Linked DNA regions of Rattus norvegicus: region 2 is linked to region 1. The links are chromatin contacts, called in public Hi-C maps. All regions are on one chromosome and are shown on one strand. The core of a region is the stretch at or near the end of the contact, and the rest is flanking DNA. Distances in the headings are between cores, read along the strand shown. Region 1 holds the start of Mlxipl (MLX interacting protein-like). Region 2 holds the start of Cldn3 (claudin 3).

What was found. Hi-C and Micro-C count contacts between places; a contact is called where the count stands out from the background.
Region 2: a contact with region 1 is called in a Hi-C map of liver, with 2.4 times the contacts expected there. The contact joins the promoter of Cldn3 here to the promoter of Mlxipl in region 1. A contact is called at or near these places in 2 of 12 Hi-C or Micro-C datasets (both in liver).

Annotation. Positions count from the first base shown.
Region 1 is chr12:27,210,218-27,217,256 of GRCr8, forward strand. It overlaps Mlxipl (MLX interacting protein-like), which reads right to left and starts at 3,439. Exons shown (of 17, transcript NM_133552.2): 1 at 3,115-3,439. The coding sequence starts at 3,407.
Region 2 is chr12:27,342,131-27,349,169 of GRCr8, forward strand. It overlaps Cldn3 (claudin 3), which reads right to left and starts at 4,417. Exons shown (of 1, transcript NM_031700.2): 1 at 2,945-4,417. The coding sequence starts at 3,977. The coding sequence ends at 3,318.

The sequences.
Region 1 (7,039 bases), core at 2,189-4,688:
AGGGTTGGTAGCCTAGGATGAGGGAGATGAGCCAGTGACAATAGCCAAGTCAAGAGGAAAGGACTTGGTTGAACGCGTGTGAGGGGAAGAGTCTGGTTTGGTACAAAAAGTCTTGGGCCTGGGTTCAAAAGCTGTGTGCAATGGGAGAAGCGAGCTGGGAGAGAGGGAGGATGGGAGACGCATATGCTTGTTGAGACCATGGTTCCTCAGATGCTCCCCTTGGCCTGGAACTCGCCAACCAAGTAAGCTAAACTGGCTGGCTGGCTAGCTACAGGTGACTGGCTGGCTATCCATCTCTGTCTTGAGCACTGGGATCACAAGCACACACTAGCAAGCCAGACTCTTTTTTTTGTTTGTTTGTTTGTTTTTTTACTGTCAGTCCTGGGGATTGAACTCGGGTCCTTAAACTTGCAAGGCAAACACTTTTCCCCAAGCCCCTCTTTTTTGCCAACTTGTTTGTTTTAACGCGGGGGTGGGGGAGTGGTGCTTGCTCTGTAGTCCAGGCTGGTCTGGATCCTCATCCTCCTGCCTCAGCCTGCAGAATGCTGTGCCACCACCCCCTAGACAAGGGCCTTCTTGGACCGTTTACAGCTGTCGGAGTTTCCACCCACAGAATCAGGGAACACAGTGTACCAGAGGAGCTCCTTGGCAGGGGCGAGGCGCCCGGGTGTCTGTAGGCTGTCTGCAGGCTGTCCTTCTCCCTGACTAACCGACCAGTTCCACCCACCACCAGACCCCCTGCCTGGTTGCCCCACCCCCACCTTTCTAGCTGCTCCCTCCAGATTCTCACCCTTTGAAATCCCCTTCTCTTCAGAGAACCCCTCTTCACAGAGGTTCTTTGGATATCTTCTAGTCTGAGCTTGGATTGGTTTATTTATGTGAGACAGGATCTCATATTATCTCAGGCTAGCCTCAAACCTTAAATTCCTACACAGTAGAGGACAGACTTGACCTCCTGACACTTGGTCCTCAGCCTGAGTTCCGGGATTCCAGGCATGCTCGACTACACAGGGTTTATGAGCGTGAGCATGGAGTGTTAGCTTTTGTTTTTATTTTCATGTATCATTGGGAGGGGTGCTCGTGTGTGGCACACGGAGGTCAGAGATCAGACTACTCTATGGAATCAATTCTCTCTAGCCACTTTGATGTGGGTTCCAGGAATCCACAAACTCGGGCCACCAATCCGGGCACCAAGTACCCTCACTGACAGAGACCTCTCCTGGCCCACGGTGAGCGTTTTTCCTTCACCAAGGGCGCTAAGTACTTACCTACCCTCATCCTTGGGTATCCTCAGAAATCCCACTCAAGAGAATTTAATAGTCTGGTTCTTTAGCGGGTGGGGGAAACAGAGCTCTCCACCCTAGCTGGAGTTCCTCATCCTCACGCAGCCTCACGCAGCCTCACACGGGAGCAAGCCATTCTGGGAGTGCCCTCTGCCCCTCCACCAGCAATTTCCCTATAACTGCTCTCCTTCTGTCTGCCCACAGTCTGTGTTGGGAAGCCCTCTAAGCCAGATCGCATTGAATGTATAGATAAAGGAAACCTGAGTTGGGAGTGGTCGGGAAATGGGAGACCCTTTGGGGGAACATTGGAATCCTGGGCTTCTTGTGGTTCAGGCCCGTAATTCCAGCACTTGGGGAAGCCAGAGCAGAATTCCAGGGCAGCCTCCGTTCTACAGCGAGTTCTAGGCTGGAATAGTCTACAGTGTGAGACTCAATGAGAGAGAGGAGGGTGAGGGATAGCCCCCTCTCCTCCGTGTAACTCCAATAATTGGAAGTCTTTGATAACTAAAACACTGTTCCAGTGTGAGCGGCTTCTGGTGTTCCGAGACCTTAGATGGCCCCTTCCCAGGCAGTCTCATGATGTCCAAGGGCGGGGGAGGGGGAAAGGGACAGGGAATTTGAACTTTCCACATCGGTCTCAGCGCCCTGAACTATCAGGTTGCAACATGACCTGGGCTTGAGGCCAGAACTTGTGGGCCAAGGTTACTCTGCCTCCAGCCAATGGGGTCGCGCGGCTCTGCCGCCACGCGGTGGGCCACGCTCTTCCGCAATTCCCACCCCAGCTCTAGGTCCCCTAATGGGGCTGCAGGTGCCGGTCTACAGCCAGCGGTTCTACGAAGGGGAGGAGGCTCTCTGAAGAAGCATAGTATTTACAGAGAGGAAAGATCAAGGCCGGCCGATCCCCCTTTCTCTCCTACTGTTTTCGGTTGATAATTTATCCTAGTCCCTCTGCTCCCGGGAACTTTGCTCCAGGGCACTGGGCCAAGACCCCAGTTCGCGCCCTCCCCTGGGACACGTAGGTGGGGCTGGAGTTGGGTGCGGCCCGGGAGTTCTGAGCCACAGCAGGGGGGTTCCTGGCTGCATTACAGCTTCTTACAGATACCGGGTTCGGGAAGACCAGGTTTTCCCTACCCGACCCAGGGTGGACTGCAGCACCCCCTGCTGGCTCTGGGCAGGTGCCTGGCACCATCTTCCCGCCAACCTTGACATAGCGTTCTAAATCAGGCATGGTGGCTCATGCCTGTAATCCCGGTATTTGGGAGGCTGAGATAGGAGTCCAGCCTGGGCTACCTAGCTCCATGCCAGCCTGAATTTTAGAGGGAGACTCTGGCTCACCAAACTAAATCAAGCCAAACAAATGTTGTCTGGGCAATCGGGAAGTGAGCAAGACACTGTTTCCATATACGTTGACACTGGCTATGAGGGGCGACCGCCGGATAACAGCAGCGTGCAGGGAAAGTCCCCAGCAGAGTGGGATTTTGCAGGGACTGCTGGGGATGAACGAAACAGTCCAGGCATCACACGAGTGGAGGGAGGGAGTGGACGGGGTGGTTTATAGTCTGAGGAGTGTGAAAGACAACTGTCATTTAAGGACAAAAGCATAAGAACCAGGGAGCAGGGCCCAACTGCAAGAGAGCCTGTAGAGGTGGACAGGTCAGTGGCATCACAAGCAGATGATGGGACATGAGGGTCCGTGGGCTGGCTCAGGACCCGGCAAGGGAGCTAATGCCTAAGTTGTATCCAGAGTCCCCCCAAAGCAGTTTGGGACCAGAGCCCCAGTGCGGGTCCCACCACAGAAAGCTGGGACTCAATCTCCCCGGTCCGCCCTCACCTGTAAGCCAGGCTCAAGCATTCGAAGAGGCGGGTGAGTGTCGGATCGATGCTGCGCGGCCCGAAGTCGGCGAGCCCCACGGGCCCCTCCTGGTCGCGTCGCCGGGTCAGCGAGTCGCTGTGCGGCGAGGACACCATGAAGTGTCCGCTGTGAATGACCTGTGATCGATGCAGGCCACCCGCGCTGCGCCGGGGACTCGGATCCTCCAAGTCTGTATCCGAGTCCGAATCCGGGCTGGGGACGACCCGGGGGACCTGCAAGTTCACGGATAGATCCGCCAGCGCGCGCGCCATGGCCACTATTGTCGCCAACTCCCGGACACTCTGGATAGCAGTTTGAGAGCCAATCCTTGCCAGCTGAGCCTAATTACCATGGCCACGCCTCTGCCCCACTATTTGTCCTTGTGGTGGGCGTGGTCTTGGTTGGCAGGTGATGTTTAAATTAGCATAACCAATGAGCCTGGTGTGAAACCACTGGTCCTGGCTTAACCTTTCTGTCTGCTGTGAGCAATTTTTAGTCCCTACTTTTCAGGTTTCAGAAAAAGGCTGGCTGGGGCTGGGGCTGCAACTCGGTTGGAACAGTGTTTGCCTCGCATGACGAAGGCTTGGGTTCCATCCTCCGTACCACAGAAACTTAACATGGGGGCGATTCTGTTAAGTGCAACACTCGGGAGGTGGAGGCAGAAAAAGATCAGAAGTTCCAGCCGTCAAGATGGCTAGCTGATAAAAGCGTTTGCCGCCAGGATTGAGGACATGAGTTCGAGTGCTAGGTCCCGCATGTTGGAAGAAAATACTCGATTTTTAAAATTTGACCTCTGAGCCCCATAAGTGTTCCTAGACACATAAACACGAGAGAGAGAGAGAGAGAGAGAGAGAGAGAGAGAGAGAGAGAGAGAGAGAGAGAGAGAGAGAGAGAAAATATCAGAAATTCAGGGTCATTCTCTGCTTCACAGTGTGTTTAGTAAATCGCTCACCTGCCTTTCTTCACTTTCCCAGGGTCCTGTGTGGTTGACCCTTGCACCCAGGTGCTCTTATGATTGTCCTACACCTGTATAGCAAAGTTCAGAAGGGGATTCTGAGAATTCACCCTCTCTAGATCACCTCCCTGTCCCAGGAGACGCGACCCCACCCCCACCCCCAGCATCGATCCGACACTCACCGGCCTCTTCTTTCTGCTCAGGAAGTTCTCTCACTGACCCTGAAACCTAGCTTCTGTTCCTGCTTTTCTTCCTCCCTTTTCCTTCCTTCCTTCCTTCCTTCCTTCCTTCTCCTTTCCTTTCCTTCTCTTCTTTCTTTTTCTTTTTTGTTTTGTTGTTTTTCTAGATAGGGTTTCTCTGTGTAGTCTAGGCTGTCCTAGAACTCACTCTGTAGACCAGGCTGGCTTCCAACTCAGAGATCCGTCTGCCTCTGCCTCCTGAGTCTGGAAATAAATCCATGCGTCGCCACTGTTTGCCTATTCTTGCTTTTTTTTTTTTTTTTTCAAACCTGTTCTTGCTTTTTAAAGGCCAGACACTAGGCTGGGCATTCACAACAGACACAGAACTGAACAGATAAAAGTCCTTTCCTGAGGCCCCAGCTAGGAATGGCTCCATGGTAGAGTACCTAACCTCAGCAAAGTCCTGGGTTCGATCCCAGCAGTGCCCAAACAAGCAAAACTCTTGTCTGAGGCACACCACACAAGAATGACAATACAGCCAAGGATCTCAAAGCCTGATCTAGATGTCAGATGTTGGTCCCAAAATTGCTTTAAGAGCCCATGGCTTTCCCCAAGCCTCCTGTCCCCGGTGGAAAGATTGGTTATGTCTGAGTCAGGTGGGAGGATCGAGGGTAACTGACCAGACTTCATCACACACCCTAACCATCTGTTGTCCTTCAAACAGCCTCATCTGCATCTCCATTCTATTTCCCAGGTTTCGAGAAAAACTTTGCAGACCTCCGAGATATCTAGAGAGATGAACGTGACCATAAAATTCCCAGCACTATGGAAGGACAGATGACAAAATTTAAATTTAAATTCTAGTCTCCACAGAAAGTTCCAGAGGCTCTGGGTGGTAGTGGTGGTGGTGCTCCAGAGGCAGGGGCAGGCAGATCTCTGAGTTCGAGGTCAGCCTGGTCTACAGTGTAAGTTCCAAGACAGCTAGGGTTACGCAAAGAGAAACCTTGTCTTGTAAAAACAAAGGAACAAAAAAAGAAAAAAAAATAACAAAAAAGACTAAACCCAAACAAAACAAAACAACAACAACAACAACAAAATACACCACAACCGCCACCCCCAACAACATCAACGAAAGGAAGTAGTTTGCAGACTAAGGCTGGGCCTGTTTAGTTGGTAGAGAACTTGTGCAACCGTTAGGAAGCTGGGGGTTCCATCCCCAGCACTGTGTAAACCAGGTGTGGCATTACATCCGTAATCTCAGCCCTGGAAAGATAGAGGCAGAGGATCGGAGTCCAAAGTCACGCTTGGCTACATAGCAAGTTTGAGGCTAGCCTGAGCTACATAGTGAGACCCCCCCCCATCCCTCCAAAATAAAACATGGCCTGTGAGGTGGCTCAGTGGGTGAAGGTGCTTGCTGTCAACCAAGCCTGATGACCAATCCTTGGAACCCACAAGGCGGAAGAAGAGAACCAACTCTCACAAGTTGTTCCCGGACCTTCACCCATGCACACTGTTGGCACACGCTCTCTCTCTCTCTCTCTCTCTCTCTCTCTCTCTCTCTCTCTCTCTCATACACACACACAAATGAATAAATAAAATAAGTGTAAAACAAAGTCAAAACAAAAACCTCAAAATGAAACAAACGAAAACAAACAGATGCACAAGTGCCCCAAACTTTTGATTTTGTTCTCGGTGGCAATGTGGGACATGACATGATGCCCCTTCCAGGGGGCATGGTGTGAGCGGCCTGGTTCACCTTTCATGGCCTTTCTCGCCTGCCCTCTAGTACCCGATGCCCAGAGTTCATAGCCTCTTAAATAAATAAATAGGGTTCACAATCCACAGAGGTTGCAGTGATGAGATTCCTACTGGGTGCGGAGACCCAGTTTTCCCCTGGGATCCTTCCTGACACCCTCTTCCGGGTGCATCTCGAGGTTTTTTCCCCCTGGTGTGCTCACACCAAAAAACGCCATCTCCTCCCTGAGTTCTCCATACTGTGTTCTGATCACTGTAAGTCGGGTTTTCTTCTGCTTGAGATGCACAGAGGGTGCGAGGCCTCTCTTTCCCACTAGATGGCAAACTCCTTGGCGGAACCAAGAATCTGTCCCTCTCTACAGTCCAACTTCCTCTCAGTGTGGCCAGATGTGGTGATTCACAACTTCAATCTCAGCACTGGGGAAGGCAGAGGCAGGAGGATCTCTGTGAATTCGAGGCCAGCCTGATCTACACAGTGAGCTCCAGCGGGACATCCAGGACTACATAGTGGGAACCTGTCTCCAAACCTGACAACCAACCAACCAAACACACAAGACTAAGCTAATGTATATTTGCTGAATAGATGAGCACATGTCACATTTATCCGCTAGCTATGTGGGTCCAGCCATTCACCTGCTGTCCATCCATCCATTTATTCATCCACCCACCCACCTATTCATCCATCCATTTATTCATCCACTCACCCACCTATCCATCCATCCACTATCTACTTATTCATCCACCCACCCACCCATCTATCCATCCACCCACCCACCCATCCATCCATCCACCCACCCACCCATCCATCCATCCATCCATCCATTCACCCACCCATCCATCCATCCACTCATCCATCCATCCATCCACCCACCCATCCATCTATCCATCCACCCACCCACCCATCCATCCATCCATTCACCCACCCATCCACCCATCCACCCACCCACCCATCCATCCATCCACCCACCCACCCATCCATCCATCCACCCACCCATCCATCTATCCATCCACCCAC
Region 2 (7,039 bases), core at 3,167-5,666, 130 kb after region 1:
GGTGGCTCAGTGGTTAAGAGCACTGACTGCTCTTCCAGAGGTCCTGAGTTCAAATCCCAGCAACCACATGGTGGCTCACAACCATCTGTAATGGGATTCAATGCCCTCTTCTGGTGTGTCTGAGGACAGTGTACTCACATACATAAAATAATAAATAAATCTTTAAAAAAAAAAAAAAGAAAGGACAGAACTGCTGGGCAGTGGTGGCACACACCTTTGATCGCAGCACTGGAGAGACAGACAAGCGGATCTCTGTAGACATCTACACGCACAACGAAAATAAATTTAAGCAATAAAAAAAACAAACTGCTCCTTAGAGCTCCTCCCCCTCACTGAGCCAACGTCTGTTTATTCTTTTGAGATTGGGCTTTGTGTAGCCTACCTATGCTGTCCTCAAAACACACTATGGAGTCTTGGCTGGCTTTGAACTCATGATCCTTCTGCTCACCCTCCTGTGAGCTGAGATTACAGTCATGCCACACACTTGACTCCAAGTCTCTTTTCTCCAAAGTTCATTGGACACTGTCTCTCTCTGGAGTCTTTCGCCTCCTGGATAACCAGTTTCCTGGGAGAGCTGCTGGGGTAGTCATCTCCTCATTCCTCTCCTAGGATATCAGGAATGAAAAGACTAGGGCACTTACTATTAATAGGAACCATTTCCTCTTCCTTAGGTCATCCTGATGACAGCACGCTGGCATTCCTTAGGGAAGAGGAGAAACTTTAAGCAATCTTTTGGCCCTGGGCACACCGGAACCTGTCTCCAATACCAGATGTTGAGGTAAGCTGAGAAGCAGGCTACCCCCGGGGGATACACACCGAGACCTTGTCTCAAACCAAACCCCACATCGAGTTCGTTTGGTCAAATATCTGTGTGACCCTCTTTCCCTCCCAGTTACCGTTGTTCAATAGATTCCTGCTCCAGCCTCCCTGGGAATCCTGTTCTAGGCACGACACTTACCCATGGTGTCTAAATGCCTATCTTAAACAGCTTGCCACCCACTCACTTTTCCCTCCCCTCCGGTCCCCAGCATTCTTGCTAAGGCCACTCATAGTCAGTCACTCTGCTTTCCAAACCCATCTCCTTCCAGGTCCTTTCCCTGTTCAAACATCCTTGTTCATCCCCACGTCCTCGAAACTCTTCTTTTGGTTTCTTAACTGTGCTCCTGGTTTCGGCTGCCATCTGTATGCTAACAACTCCCAGGTTTACAAGGTCTCTTTCCTGTTACGTGGACGTGGACGCTCCTTGTCTGATCAGCTCTTACCCTCAAAGTGAAACTCTTCAGCCTCCCTGCCTCCCTACAGCCAGTAACCTAAGGCAGGAAGTTTACGCTGTTTTACTTTTATCTTATGGTGGTTTTTCAAGACAGGGCTTTTCCGTAGAGTCCTGGCTGTCCTGGAATTGTCTCGATAGACCTGAGGTAGATCTGCCTGCCTCTGCCTCTGCCTCTGCCCGTGCTGGGGAGAAAGGGGAGCACCACCATCACCCGGGAAAGTTAAAGTTTTTAGTTTCTTCTCTCTCCTGAGCTCTGACACTCTAATGGTTCTGGAGCCCTAAGACTCAGGCTTCCTTAGCCTTGTCAGTTCTGTCTCAGAAAGTTGGGGTCCCACCATCAGCTTTGAGTGTCGTCCTCAAGTTTCTTTCACTTTTTTTTCCCTCTGGTTTTGTTTGTTTGTTTGCCACAAAAAGTCTCCTTACGAAGTCCTGGCTAACCCGGAACTCACTACATAGACCAGGCTGGTCTCCAACTCACAGAGATCCTCCTGCCTCCACAGTGCTGGGATTAAAGACATGCCCCCAACATTTCTCCCTCCCCAGGCTGGCTTTGAAATTGATATGTGAACTAATCACGGGGGTCAGTCTGGTCTACCTGAGTTCCAGGATAGCCAGGGCTGTGTAGAGGGACTCTGTGTCTAAACACACAAACAAACACACAAACAAACAAAACAGAAGCAAAAACAAATGAAAGAGAAAGAGAGAAAATAAACTAAGGCTGGTGGGTGGTGACACACACCCTTAACTCTAGCACTAGGGAGGCAGAGGCAGGTGGATCTCTGTGAGTTTGAGGCCAGCCTGGTCTACAGAGCAAGTTCCAGGACACCCAGGGCTACACAAATAAACCCTGTCTCAAAGGGGAAAAAAGAAGAAAAGAAAAGAAAAGAAAAGAAATTGGTAAGTGTCAGAGAGGCTACCCTTGAACGCCTACATTTCTGCCTACACTTTCCAGATGCTGTCACCCTTTAAAACCTAGGAAGTCGGGAACCTGTTTCCCCTCCAAGAGCCCTGCTTCAGTTCTTGGCCTCCAGTCTCATTATCGTTTAAAGCTAGGTCCCTTCTTCCTTTGAGGACACTGGGAAGAAGGTGGGGTGGCCTTTCCCCTCATCTCTCCACCTCCACGTCAGAATTCTTTGTCAAATGTCCCTTTTAGGTGCCCCCCCCCACCAATGGAGCCCGAGCCCCATACATGCTACACAAGTGTTCTACCACTGAGCCACACCCCCATCGCTTAGCCGTCGTTTTAGGTGAGGCATTTGATCCGAACAATAGGTCTTTTTGTTCGACGTCTCCAAATATGAGATCCCAGTAGAGAATGTGTTTCTTTAACCTGCACGTCAGCCACCCCAAGTGCCCAGAGCAAGGCTGTGGGTCCAAGCACAAACCATTCCCCTTGCCCCTCTCCAGCCTTGGCCCTCGGAAACCCTCTGGCTGGGTCGTTAGATAAGCCTTGCTATAGGGTCTGTTGAGATCAGTCTTGAAGTACCTCCCAAGTGTTACCCACCTAGTGAGCAGCAAACTCATGTGTCCCCCCACTTTCTCCTTACTGAACCTGTACGCTGTTTAAAGCTCGCTGCCCCTGGTGAGGCTATTGAGGGACACTCCCCAGCAGGTGGCGGGTAGGGGAGGTGGTGGGCAGTGCGGCGTTCAGGATAAGGAAGCTCCAGCGACTGCAAAAACGAAAGGCTTTTATTGAAAAATACGAAACGGCCCTTTTTATAGTTTGCCTGTCTCTGCCCACTATGAGCCTTCTGGCTGCGGGGCTGGCAAGTAGCTGCGATGGCCACCCCAACCCTGTACTTGGGAAGGGCGAGGTGTCTTTGTCCATTCGACTTGGACAGTTCCTAGGCCAGGTAATCAGGTGGCAACCGGAGAAAAGGGGACGCCAGGCTGTCTGTCCTCTTCCAGCCTAGCAAGCAGACTGCGTGGCGTCTGTAACCATCTGGAAGGTGGGGTGGTCTCTGAGGCGAGGCTGCACGCTGGACGGGTGGGGTACATCGACGGTTGGTAGTGGTGATGGTGCGGTGTGCGCGCACCCGGCCTCTCAGACGTAGTCCTTACGGTCATAGGCGGTGCCGGTACCGGTGCCAGGGCCGGTGGATCGCGGCGCGGAATAGAGGATCTTGGTGGGTGCGTACTTCTCGCGTGGTGGGCAGGAGCAACACAGCAAGGCGCCCCCTAGCAATTGCAGCGCGGCGGCAGCCCAGCCCACGTACAACCCAGTTCCCATCTCTCGCTTCTGGGCCTCAGGTACCAGCGGGTTATAAAAATCCCGGATGATGGTGTTGGCGGACCAGGACACCGGCACTAAGGTGAGCACAGCCGCCAACAGGAAAAGCACTCCCGCCACGATGGTGATCTTGGCCTTGGCCGTCTCATCTTGTACGCAGTTGGTACACTGGGCCCCCACGAGCGCCACGAGGAGCCCGAAGGCTGCCAGTAGGATAGACACCACGATGAGAGCTCGGGCGGCCTGGAGGTCCTGCGGCAGGGCCAGCAGCGAGTCGTACATCTTGCACTGCATCTGGCCGGTGCTCTGCACCACGCAGTTCATCCACAGGCCTTCCCAGGTGATCTGCGCCGTGATGATGCTGCTGCCGATGAATGCCGAAACGCGCCACATGGGAAGGGCGCAGCACACGATGGTGCACAGCCAGCCCAGCACGGCCAGCGACGTGCCGGTGATCTCCAGGCCCATGGACATGGCTGCTGGACTTGAACCGGCTCCGCCGGGTAACTCCGTAGGCTGGGAGACCAGGGATCGCGGCCGCTGGACCTGAGAACCAACTCCCCTTCAAAAGTTGACGGAGGTCTGTCGCCGGGAACGACCGGTGGATGGCAATGGACGGAGCACGCTAACGGCTCCTTTCCCGGGGCTCGCACGGAGACTGCCCCTGCACCTGCCTGTGGCTTTGGAGACGTCTTTCTGAGACTGGGTTGGCTCTGGGATGGGGTGGGTTGGACTTAGCTTGGTGCCCAGAGGAGGAGGGCGGAGCTCGCTCTTCTGGCCCAGGGGACAGTGACGTGTGTCCCGTCCAGTCCGATCGGTACTCCCCAACCCTCTTCACCATGGGAGAAAGGAATTAGCTAGAACCAACCTCAATGCAGAACTATATATGTGTGTGCGTGTGGGTGGGGATGGGGGATCGAAGGAGGGCGGGGTCCTCCTAGCTCCGCTTCTTCCCAACCTCCCCCTAGCTCCTTACGCATAACGAATTCTCTGGAGATATACGGAGTGGGAGGGGCGCTTCAGGGATTTGAAGTGCAAATCACCAATTGTAAACTGCTTGACTCTCTCGTCCCCCCCCACCTCCGTCCTCTTTAGCGCGGGAGGCGTTGGATGGAGGCGCGGCCAATTCCTCTGGAGGACCCGGATTGGGAGGACCCAGGTGGGGGCGTGGCTGAGGCTGTTTGTCGCCGTAGGTGGATGGAAATGTAGCACCTGCTCCGGGTCCCTCCGGCTTTGAGGCAAGCACACTGGCCTTGTCCAAGTGCAGCCTGGCGGTATTGTCTATATTCAGATATACAGGACTCTGAAGCCAGGGACGCCCACCTGAAGAGCCCACCCTGCACCCCAGGGATAGGTATTGAGTTCAGATTCTTGTCCAGCCCCCTCATGTGACCTGGGCTGATAGCAGGGTTGGTTCAATTGCTAGCCCACCCAGAGCTGCTTTTCCCCCACTGAGATTCTCCTCACGGTGTTGTTTTCTTTCCTCTGGGAGACGGGGCAGGGTGAGTACCAGGGTGAGTGAAAAGTGGCAAAGAGATTTGATACACACGAGAAAAGAAGTCTAGGCAGGTGTGTTGGCTCATGCCTGAGGCTGAGGCAAGAAGCTGGCTGTGAGTTCAAGGCCAGAGTGCGCTGTACAGTAAAACTGTTCCTCGAAATAAAACAGAGTTCGCCTGTCACGCCTGTAATCCCAGTGCTTGGGAAAGTGGAGGCAGGCAGGCAGGAGTTCAAGACCACCTTGGCTACACGGAGAATTCAAAGCTACATGAGACCCTGGCTCAAACAAACTACAAACAACCAAAAAGAAAAAAAAAAGCCCCCAAACACCCCTTTGCCTCTGGATACTGACTCTCCTGCCGCACACCTTGGGATGGCGCATGCTCCGACTCCTCCCTTCGCCTCTTCCCCTCACCACCGCTAGGATAAAGTTTTTTTGGTTAGTTCCCATGCATCCTCTTCGAGGACCCAGGGCCCGTGCTTGGGGTCCTTTCTTCACCAGACATTCCCACTCCTGCAGCTGCCCACGTGACTGACTGGCCCCGCCCCGAATCTGTCATAGTTTCAGGGGCTGGGGATGTAGCCCCCGTGCTTGGCCAGCAAGCACCAAGCCTTTGGTTTGTCCCCGGCATTGAGTCAACCCTGAGAGATGGCATGTCAGTAGGCACCTCATCGAGAGCCTCCCCAGCTGATTTGAAGGTCGGGGTGGGTGGCTTGGAACCCTGAACCCAAACAGAAACAATGGACAACAACAAAAAGCATCCCGACATCTTACTCACAATGCCCCCATCCTCTCTTTTTGTTTTGTTTTGCTTTTTTCCAGACAGTGTTTCTCTGTTGTAGCCCTGGTTGTCCTGGAATTTATGCTATAGACCAGGCTGGCCTCGAACTCACAGATCCACCTGCCTCTCTGCCTCTAGACTGATCGGAGCCCCCTCCTCTTTTATACCTTTGTTTTCTTTCGTATTTGACATCATCTGAAGTGGTCTCTGGCTTTCCTTTCTTTTTTTTTTTCCCCTCTCTTCCTCCTTCTTCTCTCCCTGCCTTTCTTTTTTCTTCCCCTCCCCCCTCCTTCCCCTCCCCCACAGGGCTGAACCGTGTAGCACAGGGTGGCCTTGTTTTGCCTCCCCTGCATAAGTGGTGAGCTTCTTTGTGAGAGAGGCCACGCTTGGTTTCTCATTTATTTCTGTTTCTTTGTCTCTGCTCCGGTCTGTTACCACCACGGGGACATTCAGAATGTTCCAAGACGAAGGACCAGCATTTTTGCCTGTTTTATTACGGGCACTCCCGACGCCTAGAACAGGGCTGGGTAATCAAGGAGGTAATTGACTTAGCACTTTCCCTTGCTTCTGTAACCTGAGGGCCCCAGGGGCTTTGCAATTAGCTGGGAACCTGAGGTGTATCCAGCTAGCTGAAGAGCTTGGGGGAGGCAGATGGTCCAGAGGATAAAAAGCCCTTGACATCCAGCTTGACAACCTGAGTTTGATCCCTGTTCTTTTATTTATTTTTTTTTCTTTTTTTCGGAGCTGGGGACCGAACCCAGGGCCTTGCGCTTGCTAGGCAAGCGCTCTACCACTGAGCCAAATCCCCAACCCCTTGTTCTTTTAAAGATGAAGAAAAGCCCATTCCCCAAAGTTGTTCTCTGCACTCGAGTGCATACACACACACACACACACACACACACACACACACACACACACTCATACACCCCCCACACACACACTCACATCGAATAACTAATTGAATTGAGCCTCACTCCCCCCCCCCCAGACCCCCAACTCTCAAATCAAAAACACTCAAAACTCCACCTTCTTCTTCAGAGCTCAAACCCTGGGGTGAAAGAGGATTACAATAAACAGTCCCAGAGGCACATGGAAACCCAGGCTCTGTTTCTTCTTAGTGCAAAGGTCTTGGGCTGGTCCTGATGGGTAGGGCTGGGAGTGCCGGGCCACAAAGCCCAGCTGGTGCTGGGTCAGGGCTCTTCTGGAAGGAGTTTAAGCCCAGGGTACTTAATAAACAAAATAAAATGAAATAAAGGT